Linked DNA regions of Sus scrofa: regions 2 and 3 are each linked to region 1. Evidence: chromatin contacts called from public Hi-C and HiChIP or PLAC-seq data. All regions are on one chromosome and are shown on one strand. Each heading gives the region's core, a stretch centred on a gene start, on an enhancer-like site or on the middle of the called end of the contact. The rest is flanking DNA. Distances are from core to core; before and after follow the strand shown. Region 1 overlaps PIK3C2A (phosphatidylinositol 4-phosphate 3-kinase C2 domain-containing subunit alpha). Region 2 holds the start of RPS13 (ribosomal protein S13). Region 3 overlaps PIK3C2A (phosphatidylinositol 4-phosphate 3-kinase C2 domain-containing subunit alpha).

The links. Hi-C and Micro-C count contacts between places; a contact is called where the count stands out from the background. HiChIP or PLAC-seq counts read pairs in DNA pulled down with a chosen protein or histone mark.
Region 2: a contact with region 1 is called in a Hi-C map of skeletal muscle, with 2.6 times the contacts expected there. The contact joins the promoter of RPS13 here to the enhancer-like site in region 1. A contact is called at or near these places in 3 of 47 Hi-C or Micro-C datasets (alveolar macrophages, psoas muscle and skeletal muscle) and 2 of 2 datasets of contacts at active chromatin or transcription factors (alveolar macrophages and skeletal muscle).
Region 3: an H3K27ac HiChIP or PLAC-seq map of alveolar macrophages shows a contact between it and region 1. The contact joins two enhancer-like sites. A contact is called at or near these places in 6 of 47 Hi-C or Micro-C datasets (alveolar macrophages, embryonic fibroblasts, epiblast stem cells and 2 more) and 1 of 2 datasets of contacts at active chromatin or transcription factors (alveolar macrophages).

The regions. Positions count from the first base shown.
Region 1 is chr2:41,902,946-41,907,428 of Sscrofa11.1, forward strand. All of the region lies in intron 2 of PIK3C2A (phosphatidylinositol 4-phosphate 3-kinase C2 domain-containing subunit alpha), which reads left to right. Among named protein-coding and RNA genes, the nearest start is that of PIK3C2A, 75 kb to the left of the region's middle. Within about 2 kb of position 2,321, at least 80 of the 83 cell types and tissues checked have an H3K27ac peak or open chromatin away from gene starts, as enhancers often do. A contact at or near this core is called in alveolar macrophages and skeletal muscle, where this site is marked.
Region 2 is chr2:42,028,738-42,033,220 of Sscrofa11.1, forward strand. It overlaps RPS13 (ribosomal protein S13), which reads left to right and starts at 1,848. Exons shown (of 6, transcript NM_001244829.1): 1 at 1,848-1,918; 2 at 2,063-2,111; 3 at 2,295-2,373; 4 at 3,313-3,482; 5 at 3,862-3,962. The coding sequence starts at 1,896.
Region 3 is chr2:41,984,385-41,988,867 of Sscrofa11.1, forward strand. The region is part of intron 15 of PIK3C2A (phosphatidylinositol 4-phosphate 3-kinase C2 domain-containing subunit alpha); the gene reads left to right. Among named protein-coding and RNA genes, the nearest start is that of RPS13, 44 kb to the right of the region's middle. Within about 2 kb of position 2,032, at least 1 of the 83 cell types and tissues checked has an H3K27ac peak or open chromatin away from gene starts, as enhancers often do. A contact at or near this core is called in alveolar macrophages, where this site is marked.

The DNA.
Region 1 (4,483 bases), core at 1,071-3,570:
ATAAGCATCTTCATATGCCCATTGCCAGAGAGATGAGATAAGCTAGGCGAGGGCTACAGTTCAGATTCTCCACACCTGGCAGTTTATGAATGCTGCTTTTTTTGGAATCTGGCAAACCACCATGCTCACCTTCCTCTTCTTATGAGAATCCTTCTGATCCATCAAAGCCTAAGAAGTATTGGCCATTCAAGAGCCATAATAAAATAGTAATGAAATAATAAAGTCTGAGCTGCAACAAGGAACTCACTCAAGCAAGGGCCCTCTGCTGCTAAGACCCTGAGAAAATATTTCTCCTAAGAAAAATGTAAGAAAGATACAAAAAAGTCAGAGATAATCTTCCCACAAGACACAGTGTTCCCTCAAGTCCCCTTCCTTTTTTTCTGAAGGCACACTCAGTTCTGAAGCTGAAGTTAGGAAACCAGCCTGAGACAATTGGTTTTCCCCTCCCCATTTAATCTTGTGAAGGAGCTGCCAATTCTAGAAATTCCTCCTTTGATCAGAAGATAAAGCAGAACAATGCTGTAGCACTAAGCGGATTCCTAAGAGACATTCTTCTAGGGTGTGTAAAGCTTGCCTGGAAGTGTGTATACATGGGGGGGGGGCAGGGAGGAGGGGAGTTGGTGGAAAACTAGCAGTAGGAAGGGTGAGTGGACAAGAGGTGGTAGCCACAGCCACAGGGAATAATCATACAGTTGCTTCTAGACAACGTAGGGTAGCAACTCCAGCCAGTGTTATTTCCTGGGAAATGTAGGCATGTTTATTACAGTGATTAGAGGGCTTCATCCACTTTACAACCTCCCTCGAAAAAGAAAGAAAGAGGAGTTCCCGTCGTGGCGCAGTGGTTAACGAATCCGACTAGGAACCATGAGGTTGCGAGTTGGGTCCCTGCCCTTGCTCAGTGGGTTAACGATCCGGCGTTGCCTTGAGCTGTGGTGTAGGTTGCAGACGCGGCTCGGATCCCGCGTTGCTGTGGCTCTGGCGTAGGCCGGTGGCTACAGCTCCGATTCAACCCCTAGCCTGGGAACCTCCATATGCCGCGGGAGCGGCCCAAGAAATAGCAACAACAACAACAAAAGACAAAAAGACAAAAAAAAAAAAAAGAAAGAAAGAAATCAGATTTACTTCTCCACTCTTTCTTGAAGCTAAGTTTCTACTTCTTACAGCTTTCTCACAATTTTTTTTTTTTTCAAACTGAGAATTGCAGCCCAAACTAGTCTATCACATTAGATTGTGAACCTCTGAAAGGAGCTGTTCTGTTTAAGGGACGCCTGTACCTGTTGTCAAATACTATGGATTAGGGTCAGAACTGAGTTTGAATTGTGCCCCCGGCTTCACCATCTGTAAATGGTGATAATTTTCCTATCTGCTTAACATGGTCATGCAATTTTTTAATCTAACATTTGAGGGCTAAATGCTTTAAAAGAATAATCTCATTCAATTCTCATGAGGAAGGTATTTACATAGAGATTGTATGTGAAGCTGTCTTGCAGTGTAGAAAAGAGCTGTCTTGCCTTGAGTTATTATTGGACCATCTTCCTCACCTGGCTGTTGGGAGGATTAAATGAGACGCTGATGTGGAAGCACTTTACACAATCCACGTGATAGGCGGGCTACTAATTACACAACTCCCAGCACCTGATCCTCTGTGAGGTAAACGCTGGTTGGAGTGAACGATTTTATATCTTGCCTGTTCCTTTCAGTCTTCCAATCACAAAGTTATCTCCGTGCGGCCTGGGGCAAAAACCACGAATCTGGAAGCTGCGGCTTGGATAGGGAGAGTGCGGAGTCCCAAGAGAGGGCACGGGAACAATAGAGTCGTTCGGTGGTTGGCGGGGCTTCTGACGCCAGGCTGGAGAGGTGGCCGGCTCGGGTCTTCGAGACCCTGTCCCTTGGTCTGGGGCTGCACAGGGAGACGTCCACAGCCTGTCAAGCATTTTTCTGGGGGAGCCCCCCTTCTACCCCATCTGGAACCTCAGGCTTCGCTCCCAAGCCCCGCCCACTACCTCAGGTAGGTCGTCAACACCAGCCAATGCTTGAGAAGTTTGAGCGCGGAAGGCGGTGCTTCCCCGGCCGGAAGTGACGTCTGTGCTTGGCTGGCCGCGGAGTCTGCCGAAGCTCTCCGCAGCGGCTGAGGCGGCTGAGTGGAAAATGGCCCGGACCGTGGCGGCTGTGGCGGCTTGGGTTGTGGTGGAGGCAGAGGCTCAGGCAGCGTGAGGTGAGGAGCGGAAGATGCGGCGGGAGCCGGAACCGGGGACCCTACTCTGCAAAGGCAGCGAGAAGCCCCTGGGATCCTGGGATGAGAGGGTGTTTTGCCGCGGCCCCCAGTCTCCCTGGTGCCCGCTTCTGACCCTCCATCCCGGACTCTTAGCGCTGCCCAAGACCGACTTACCTCCCTCTTGGGCTTTGCTTCCATCCAGGCGGTTGCCAGGTGCCCGCGCATCCACCAGGACCCTCTTGTCGGGGAGTTGGGGGGGTGCGCCCGGGAGTTAGTTTTGTCTCAAAGGGGGAGGGGAAGCCACCCCCTTGTTCTCTCGGGACCAGGCTTGGAGTCGCGGTGGCCGGTCCAATTCTCTTGTCGAATTGTTAGATTCTGGCGAGTGTGTGTGTTGCACTTCTCAGCTGTAATCCCCGCCCCCCGCGTCTTTTCACCTCCTTATTCCTATCTCCGGTTTTAGGGGCCAACGATCCTGTTTCTTCTCTGTCCCCATTACCCCCGCCCTCTCTCCACTCCCCGGTTGCCTTTTTGCCGCGAATCCGCTTGCTTCGCGAAGAGAGTTTTATTTCAGTGTGTATTTAGCGCATCATCATTCTGGGAGGGCGGTCAGATTAAAAATATTTGTTTAACTCTTCCAGAGTGACGGAGGAACAAATAATTGAAGAAAAAAGCACACACTTATTTTCCTCACTAAATAGTTTGGCTTTAAAACTGAAATTTTCCAGCTGTGGAATTTTTTCCAGGGGGAGCAGGGATTGAGGAGGGAAATGAGGAAGGAGAAAAGTGAGGAATAATCTGGAGATAAAGAAGGTAGAAGAGAGAGCCTGTGGTATTTCTTTCCCTATATTAGACTGATAGAAGTACGGGTTGTAATTTTATTTTTATTTTCAACAGTGGATGTTGAATTGAGGGTAAGGAAGGAGGCCTTCTTTGCACAAGATTACTTTATTAAAGAGGTACCCTAAAATCTTTCCAGGTGAATGTCAGGCAGAAAAGTTCTGTTGGGAAAATTGTATAATATTTTGGACCAACAAAGCCACAGATTAGAAAAGATGCAAAAAAAAAAAAAAAAAAAAAAAAAGAAAGCTATTCCTAGAAGAGTGGTGAAGAGGTAGTATACAAAGAGAGAAGGCTATAGGGAGGTCCAGGAACACTGATTCCAGGAGAGACTTTGTACCTTTGCCTCCTTGGCTTGTGGTTAAGTTTCCACATAAGACATCTCTGGGCAGCTTTGCCAGGATTGGGGTTGATGCTCTTAGTAGCAAATTAGACCAAAGTGCCTTAGTTGAGTTCAATGCAGTTGAAGATAACTGCTTGTTTAATATTACAAAAGTCTTTGAGTACTGAAAAGCATTATGCTGTTAATTTAACTCAGACCTAGTTCAAGAGTGATAGTACAGAGGTACAAAGCACATATAGAGCTGTTTCAAGTAATTTTGCCTAAATTAATAGATTCTAAAACAATTTTTTCTTATGAAAACTGTTGTGGTTTGTGTTTTGTATGCATGTTGCTTGCAGTTTTTCTTGGCAAGCAATATATTTGTTTTAATCCATAGGTTTCACAACTTTCTGTTTCATGGAATGTGAAAGTTGGCGTGCTTGTATTTAGGAATTTTAGAAACTATAGCTTTATGTAATTAGTTATATGTCAAGCATATCATTCTTTGTTTCTCCCTTCTGGCATAAATGCCAGAAAATTTTCAGTTAATTGAAGTTTACTGCATCAGTCTCCATGTCCAGGAGTCTTTCTTTAATCTAGCCCAAAGTTTTTGCACTTAGTAAGCAAATTCAGAACTTATACCTAACCAAGAGTGTTGAATTTCCCAAGAGTTCAGAGTTCTTATCAGAGCATCAGACCAAACTTTTCAGAGCAGCAGAGCAAAGCACTTTTTTTTTTTTTTGCTTTGTAGCTTGTGTTTCTTTGGTAACATAAATCATCCATTTTGTTATATTTGCCATATTCCAAAAATAATTTAAGGCTGGTAAATGATAAAGGTGAATGTTTTAGTGCAGTTCATTCACATATTAAGTACATGGTTTGATTTGTTGTACCTGAGTCAGGTTAAGAATTGACCTTATGAAAGATTTCATTTTCAGTGGGTCTATAAGGGTGGCTAGTACTGGGGTTCTAGGAAAAGAATGAGCTATTGCTTGTCCTCAAGAAGTTGTCTAGTCCATCTGGGGAGATGAGCACAAATTATAACAGTATAGTTATAAGGGCAATTGGGGGGGTGGGTCTAAAATACTAAGAAGGATGTAGGACAGAGT
Region 2 (4,483 bases), core at 598-3,097, 130 kb after region 1:
CCATTTGATCACTGAAACTCTGCCTTTAACAAATGTGTTAACAGTGACTTTAGATAGTAAAATTATAATTTCTCTTGTCTTTAAAAAATAAGGGTTTTGTTTTTTTGTTTTTTCCTTTTCTAGGGCCGCTCCTGTGGTATATGGAGATTCTCAGGCTAGGGGGTCTAATTAGAGCTATGGCCACAGGCCTACGCCACAGCCACAGCAGCCCGGGATCCGAGCCACGTCTGCAACCTACACCACAGCTCACGGCAACGCTGGATCCTTAACCCACTGAGCAAGGCCCAGGATCGAAAGCGCCACCATCATGGTTCCTAGCCTGATTCGTTAACCACTGAGCCACGACAGGAACTCCCGTTTGTAATGAACAAAAAGTTCTCATCATGCGACACATAAAGGCAATAGAAGGTAAATACCGTTTCATTAAAATTCACACACATCTTGTTTTTATTATTACTGAATATACAATCATGGAAAGATAAGGTGAACTGAAAACTACTGGAGGGCTTCAACGTGACTAAAACAAAAAACCCTGAAAACAGTTATAATTCCTATACTACGAATAAATATTTGAGTAAACATTCCTATATATCCTTATTAGAAGTGGTCTTTTTACAACCGATTTTTTTCTTTCTTAACCAGAGTGGTATTCTCAAAACAATCCAGCACTGGTATGGGTTATATCTTAGACATCTATTATTCCACTGCAAGGTACAACTGTGGTAAATCGGAAGGTTGAGGGTAAATCATTCCGGCAATGCTGGAGGACTCAAAAAACTCATGTGTAGGAGTTCCTGTCCAGGCGCAGCCAAAAGGAATCCACTAGGAACCATGACGTTGGGGGTTCAATCTCTGGCCTCGCTCGATGGGTTGAGGATCCTGGCTGCCGTGAGCTGTGGTGTAGGTTGCAGAGGCAGCTCCGATCTGGCGTTGCTGTGGCTCTGGTGTAGGCGGGCAGCTGTAGCTCGGATTGGACCCCTAGCCTGGGAACATCCATATGCCGTGGGTGTGGCCCTAAAAAGCAAAAAACAAAAAAACCCTCATGTTTAAGTAAGTAAATGTACCGTAATCCATGCAGTCTTATTCTCAAATCTCTTTCATGTTAGCCAACGCTCTCTCGGACGCGGCTCCGTGAGGCCCCGCACTCCTCCCCTCCCAGCCAAGCGCCCCACCGCCCAAGGTGGGGGAAAGAGTGAAGAGGTCCCAGGTGGATGAGTAGGTACCGGGAAGGGGGTTCGCCAGGGCCTGATTCAAATCGCTAGGCTGATGCTCCGTACTCAGTGATCCCGCCACTGAAAGGCTAGGATTTGAGGTAAAGAAATGTCATCGCTATCTAGGCGGAGCCACTACCATTATTTACAGTCGCACTCATCACCACTGTAATATACCTGTGAAATTTTAAGGGAAGGTACAGACTTTGAGAAATTCAGGGCTAAGACAAAGTCTGACGCTGGTGCGAGGACGAAAAACTGCTCATGGCTGAACTTTGGGAGGCCAAGTTCGCTAGGCTGCAAGGGCGCAGATAACGGCCCTACGGGAAGGGACCAAATCTACCAACCCCTGCAGCCGAATCTGCTGCGTGCTTAGTCTCAATCCGGGATCCAAACTGCAGGACCTTGGCGGAGGCAGCACCTTCACAGAGCTCACAGCCGGGACAGGAGACGAACTTTTTCCCGCTCTGGTCAGGCACCGCCCCCCGGTACCGATGCATGACGGAACGTGTAGTCCATGTTGAAATGCATTTCGGGTTATGTAGTCACGCCGACGCCAGGAACCACATAGAGCAGCTCCTCCTCCCGCAAGCGAGGACGTGTGAGGTCACTTCCTGCGTGCACGGTGGCTTCCTGCGGCGCTCCCACCTCCTCTCTCTTTTTCGTTGCCTGACCGCCGCCATCATGGGTCGCATGCACGCTCCGGGGTGAGCTCGGGTTTGCAAGTGGGCTGCAGGGCTGGGTCCTGGGGTCGGGTAAATAGGGAGTGTGGGCAGCGGGCCGAGGGGGTGAGGTTTGGGGTTGCTGTGGCGCGGATCGCCTCCTCACGCCGAGACTGTTTCTCTCTCTAGGAAGGGCCTGTCCCAGTCGGCTCTGCCCTACCGCCGCAGCGTCCCCACCGTAAGTGGCGTGCGGGGATCGGGGAGAGGCCGGGAGGGGGTGCCAGTCGTCACTCGAGGGAAGTGGCGCGGGGAGGGAGACCACGTGTGCATAAGTGTGGGGTCTTCAGGGCGGTCAGGACCGCTGTGTTTCGGTTCCATCCCTGATTTGTCGTCTTAAGGCTGCTTTCTTTTCTATAAACAGTGGCTGAAGCTGACGTCTGACGACGTGAAGGAGCAGATCTACAAACTGGCCAAGAAGGGCCTGACTCCCTCACAGATCGGTGAGTAGTTTTGTCTGATGTAGCCCTTTCCGCCTGGCCTCGTGTAACTTGCTGGAAAAGAGTCTGAGAGTAAATATCTTACACGTGACTTGAAAATCTTTTCCACCTTTTCCTGGCTTTCTTGATGACCGAGGCCTAGTTTTCATTTGCAGAACTGTCAAGTTCTTACGTGGAAGACGGTAAAGTGATTGAAATGCTCGCCGAAATTTAATGAGTGTTCTTTGGGCTGGGTACCCTCCTAGGTGTAAGGTTCTAAGCCCTCGCATATACTGACTTCGATTCTGACAGCTATACTAGTGGTTTTCCTATTTTTAGTTAAGGGAACTTAGGCACATTGGGCTATATAATTAGCCCCAAATCACCCAGCTGTTGGTGGTGGCGTTGGAATTAGTTACATTGAGTCTTTGTCCTTTTCTCACAGTTAGATGTGCTTTGGACCTCAGCTGTGTGTGACTTTTGTGCAGATGGCTTTATTCCTCAAATGTTTTTCTGCTATGTGGTTCTGGATCCCTAGAATACAGAAGTAAAAAAAAGGGCAACATGTCTACTCTCCTGGAGCTTATAGTTTGGTGGAGGTATCACATACAAATAGGAAATAAATAATAGGCTGTCAAGCAGTCAGATGGTGCTATTTCGAAGAACCTCTTTGATTTTTTTTTTTTTTGTTGGTGGTGGTGGTCTGTAATCCAGCAAGCTCACTGTGATGATGGTCTTCCAACATTCGCAGTTTCCACCAGAAGGGGTTTTCCTTAGTGTTGGGTAAACCTTCCTTGGATGTCTGAGTGAGCTTTGCATGCCTTCTCATATTGGTGTCTGATTGTATAAAAGTAAGTCCTGTTTTTACAAGTGAGAAACTGGGAAAGTGACTAGATCTTAGACCCTGACATCACATGCTCGGTTTGTGTGTATGGTGTGGGAATTTCTGTTACTTCTTTTCAGGTGTGATCCTGAGAGACTCACACGGTGTTGCACAAGTACGTTTTGTGACAGGCAATAAAATCTTGAGGATTCTTAAGTCCAAAGGACTTGCTCCTGATCTTCCTGAGGATCTCTACCATTTAATTAAGAAAGCTGTTGCTGTTCGAAAGCATCTTGAAAGGAACAGAAAGGTAAGAGAACAGAACTGTACAACTGTATTTCAGTAAAACACAGTCTATCTGATTTGAATTATCTAAGATGATTTAGGGCACAAACAATGTACGAGGTAGTTGGTTGAAATAAAAATTCTTCCAGAGGGAGGGTCCCTAGATGCAGCACATTCAGTTGGTTGAAAATGTTGAGGTGTTTATTTTCAGCTTGTTAAGTCTTCTATTTCAAAGCTTTAAATTCCTTTAGGGACTTAATCTAGTCACAGGAACCCTAGCCTCTGATTCTGTTAAGGGGCACTGGCTTACTTTTCATTAAAGTGCATGGGGTCTAAACACTCTCCTGTTAAAATAATGTTAGTTATTAGTGGTTTACCTGAATTCTGCCCATTTTTATTTTTAGGATAAAGATGCTAAATTCCGTCTGATTCTGATTGAGAGCCGTATTCACCGGTTGGCTCGATATTATAAGACCAAACGAGTCCTTCCCCCAAATTGGAAATAGTAAGTATGAGCCCTTTTTGTTAAAAAGAACAGGAGTTGGCTAGATACTGAATATTTTAAATATTGTAAAAGGTCCGGCAGCATTTTAGACTGAAGCTATATGGTCAACTACGCTTTGTCATTGTAGCAAGAAAACAGCGGTAGACAAAAACCGGTGGGCAGGTGTGGCTGGTTCCATTGAAACTTATTTACAAAGACCAGCAAAGGGTCTAGTTCTGTAATCTACTGATTCAGAACACAAACAGACCCTTTTAATCAATCTTAGGTTCGTTCTTAGCTCTACTCCCAGGTGTTTGTGTTGTATGAATTTTTGCATCGATTGCTCACTATGATGATTGATTTCCAAACATTCGCAGTTTCCACCAGAAAGGTTTTTCTTTATGTTGGCCAGTTCTTCCTTGGATGTCTGAGTGAGCATCTTCATTATGCTTGAGCTCAATGAACTGATTAAGGAACTGATCAGTTAGGTGTATTTTATTTTATATATCCGGGGTTTATTTTAGCTGTTAGGAAATTGCTTC
Region 3 (4,483 bases), core at 782-3,281, 81 kb after region 1:
GATTATAAAGGAGGTCACTGCAGAGACACAGAGGAAACCAAAGTTATTCTGCTATAGTTTGAACATATCTATATGGGTATTCAAAGATGTTTGCCACTTTCTGTTTCAAAAGAAAAGCAGTAGCCAATTCATTCTTTAATTGTCATTTCTGCAGAGGATTACATTATTGAATAATAATGGCTGTGGGTCATTACAAGATTCTTAGATATATATATTTTTTAAATCTATTTTTCCTTTTCTTACTCCTTTCCCATCCATCTTTAGTTTAAGAGAGTCTTATTCCCTTCTCTTTACATGACTGATCTACCCTACTGCTATGAGCCCCTGGCCTCTAATCTTCAGAAGTTCCTCATGGATACAAAACTTACTATCTCTAAGGTTAAAGGAGTTCTTTTTGAGCTTTGTGTCTACTAATAGACATTGGAATAGTATAATCTATTTGGCCTTTCAGGTGACTCTTTTGTGTGTTTTTTTTGTTGTTGTGTTTTTTTGTTGTTGTTGTCTTTTTGCCTTTTCTAGGGCCGCTCCCATGGCATACGGAGGTTCCCAGGCTAGGGGTCTAATCAGAGCTGTTGCTGCCAACCTACGCCAGGGCCACAGCAACGTGGGATCCAAGCCACACCTGTGACCTACACCACAGCTCATGGCAACGCCAGATCCTTAACCCACTGAGCAAGGCCAGGGATCAAACCCGCAACCTCATGGTTCCTAGTCGGATTTGTTAACCACTGAGCCACGACAGGAATGCCTGGCTATTTCGATTATGTTTTAAATAATATGTTCCAGGGCATTCCCATCATGGCTCAGTGGTAGCGAACCTGACTAGGATCCATGAGGTGGGTCCACTGCTGTGGTGTGGGTTCTATCTAGCCCTGGAACTTCTGCATGTCATGGGCCTGGCCAATAAATAAATAAATAAATAAATAAAAAAGAATGTATTAATATAGCACAAATGAATCTATCCACAGATCAGAAACAGATTCACAAATAGAAGGAACAGACTGTGGTTGTTAAGGGGGAGGAGGGAGAGAGTGGGATGAGGGTAGTTTGGGGTTAGTAGATGCAAACTATTACATTTAGAATGGATAAGCAGTGAGGTCCAACTGTACGGCAAAGGGAACTATATCCAGTCTCTTGGAATAGACCGTGATGGAAGATAAGAAAGGGAATGTATTTATATATGTACAACTGGGTCACTTTGCTGTACAGCAGAAATTGACACAATAGTATAAATCAACTATATTTTAATTTTTTAAAAAAGAACATATTTTTAAAAAGCCTACTGTGTTTGATAACAGTATTACTATAATAGCAAACAGCATTTACTCTGTGCTAGGTATTAGTCTGAATAATGTATACGTAGCCTTATATACCTTACAACAATGCTATTAAGTAGGTGTTAATATCAACAAAATGAGAGAAACAAAGTGGCTTGCCTTAGATCACTTAGCTAATAAGTGGTCAAATTGGATTTGCATCTAGGTAGTCTGGCCCCAGGGTCTGTGTTCTTAATTATTATCCTATATTGCCATTCTCAAACTTATTTGATACTGTGGTCCTCTTTCTGTTCTAGAATATATCTTGAAACATTGTGACCCATGGGACAGTTTGGGAAATGATTTCGTAACTGATGTATTTAACCTACAATAAAGCAAAAAATAAGAATGGAAAAATTCTACTAACCTAGTTCTACTTCCTTTTTCCTCTTAAATGGCAAACACAGTTGGATTTTACAGTAATTACTTTTAAAATTATGTGGTGTTTGAAATATTGACTTCATAAGTTTTAATTTTGAATATTCTTTTCCCATGTACTTAAACCTAGCATTTATCCACATATTTTTCTTTTAGTTACTTCCTTCATATTTGAGGTGGCAGTGTAAGATTTTTTTATTCTTTTATTGAGCTCAAATTTTTTTTTTTTTTTTTTTTTTTTTTAGGGCCACTCTTGCAGCATATGGAAATTCCCAGGCTAGGGGTTGAATCAGAGTTGCAGCTGCTGGCCTATGCCACAGCTATAGCAATGTGGGACCCAAGCCATGTATGTAACCCATATCACATGGTAATGCCAGATATGGCAATGCCTATAAAGGCCATTAGTACCCCTAGTTGCCAACCAAAAACATCTCCAGACATTGCCAATATCCACAGGGGTCCAAAGCGTTCTTGGTTGACTGATTTAAAGTGGTGATTATCAGATTTGCCTGGTGACTTTAGCTTTGTCACTGCTGCCTGTTTAAAACCATTATTATTAACTCTTCTGGAACTTTATAATGGATGGTTTAGACTGATAGCACTTAAACTGATTCTCTTAACATCACAGAAAGACAGCTATACCAAACAGTATGTGCCACTTTATTCGGTGCATCAGGAGCTGGTAATATACTAGTAAAAAAAGGAACTTCTCTTTTTTTTTTTTCCCCCTGTTCTTTTTAGGGCCGCACCTACTGCACATGGAAGTTCCCAGGCTAGGGGTCAAATTGTAGCTGTAGCTGCTGGATTTGAGCTGTGTCAGCAACCTATGACATGGTTTGCAGCAACACTGGATCCTTAACACCCTGAGCAAGGTCAGGGATGAACCTGTATCCTCATGGATACTAGTTGGATTCTTAACCCTCTGAGCTACAATGGACACTCCTAATAAAAGTTTATTTACAAAACCAGTCTAGAGTTTGTTGACCTTGAATTAAAGATACTTAAAAATACATTATCAATCAAAGCAAGTGTTGGACCTTACTTGGATCCTTATTCAAACTAACCAACTATAAAAAAAAAATTGGAGTCCCGCTATGGTTCATGGGTTAAGAATCCAACTGCAGCAGCTTTGGTTGCTGTGGAGGTACAAGTTTGATCCCCAGCCTAGGGCAGCGGGTTAAAGGATCCGGCTCAGATTCAGTCCCTAGCCTGGGAACTTCCATTTGCCACGCATGTGACCATAAAATTAAAAAAAAAATTATGAGATGATCAAATTTGAATACTGACTAGGTGATAACTTTAAGTAATTTTTAAAAATTATTTTATTATAATTGTTAAAATGTTTATCATTGAGATCCATAAATATCAGAATTTGCCTTTAAATAATCTAATTGAGGGTAAGGTTGGTTCTAAAATAAAATATAATGTGTCAAAAATTTAACCACACACCTACAGTGAACTAATCTATGACAAAGGAGGAAAGAATATACAATGGAGAAAAGACATCCCTTCAGTAAGTGGTGCTGGGAAAACTGGACAGCTACAAGTAAAAGAATGAAATTAGAACACTTCCTAACACCATACACAAAAATAAACTCAAAATGGATTAAAGACTTAAATATAAGAGCGGGTACTAGGGAGTTCCTGTTGTAGCTCAGCAGTAACGAACCTGACTGGTATCCATGAAGACAAAGGTCTGATCCCTGGCCTTGCTCAGTGGGTTAAGGATCTAGTGTTGCTGTGAGCTGTAGTGTAGGTCACAGATGCAGCTCGAATCTGGTTTTGCTATGGCTGTGGCATAGGCCGGCAGCTGCAGCTCCAATTCTACCCCTAGCCTGGGAACTTAAATATGCCACAGGTGCAACCCTAAAAAAACCAAAAAAAAAAAAAAAAAAAGACCAGATATTATAAAACTCTTAGAGGAAAACAGGCCAAACACTCTCTGATATAAACCACAGTAATATCTTCTCAAATTCACCTCTTAGAGTAATGAGAACAAAATCAAAACAAATGAGACGTAATTAAAGGTTTTGCACCGAAAGGGAAACCCTAACAAAGCAAAAAGACAACCCACGAAGGGGAGAAAATATTTGCAAATGAAGCAACTGACAAGGGATTAATCTGCAAAATATACAAATGCCTCCTGAAACTCAATACCAAAAAAACAAACAACCCCATCAAAAAATGGGCATCGTTCCAGAGAAAACCATGACTCGAAAAGACACATATATTCCAGTGTTCATTGCAGCACTATTTTCAATAGCCAAGACATGGAAACAGCCTAAATGTCCATCAACAGAGGAGTGGATAAAGAAGATATGGTACATGTACACAGGGAGTATTACTCAGCCATTAAAAGGAACGAAATACGGGCATTTTTAGCAACATGGATAGACCTAGAAATTATCATGCTAAGTGGGGTCAGTCAGACGAGACACCAACATCAAATGCTTTCACTGACATGTGGAATCTGAGAAAAAGACACAATGAACTTCTTTGCAGAACAGATACTGACTCACAGACTTTGAAAAACTATGGTTTCCAAAGGAAAGAGTTCAGGGGGTGGGGGAATGTGCTGGTTTTATGGGTGGAAATCCTATAAAATTGGATTGTGATGATCACTGTACAACTATAAATGTAATAAATTCATTGAGTAATAAAGGGCACTACCAAAAAAAAAAAAGATTAAATTCTTCTAATAATAAAGATCTCAAATCAAAAAAATAAAATACAAAAAAATTTTTTAATAAAAATTAAAAAAAAATGAGAAGATCTAAACAGACAATACA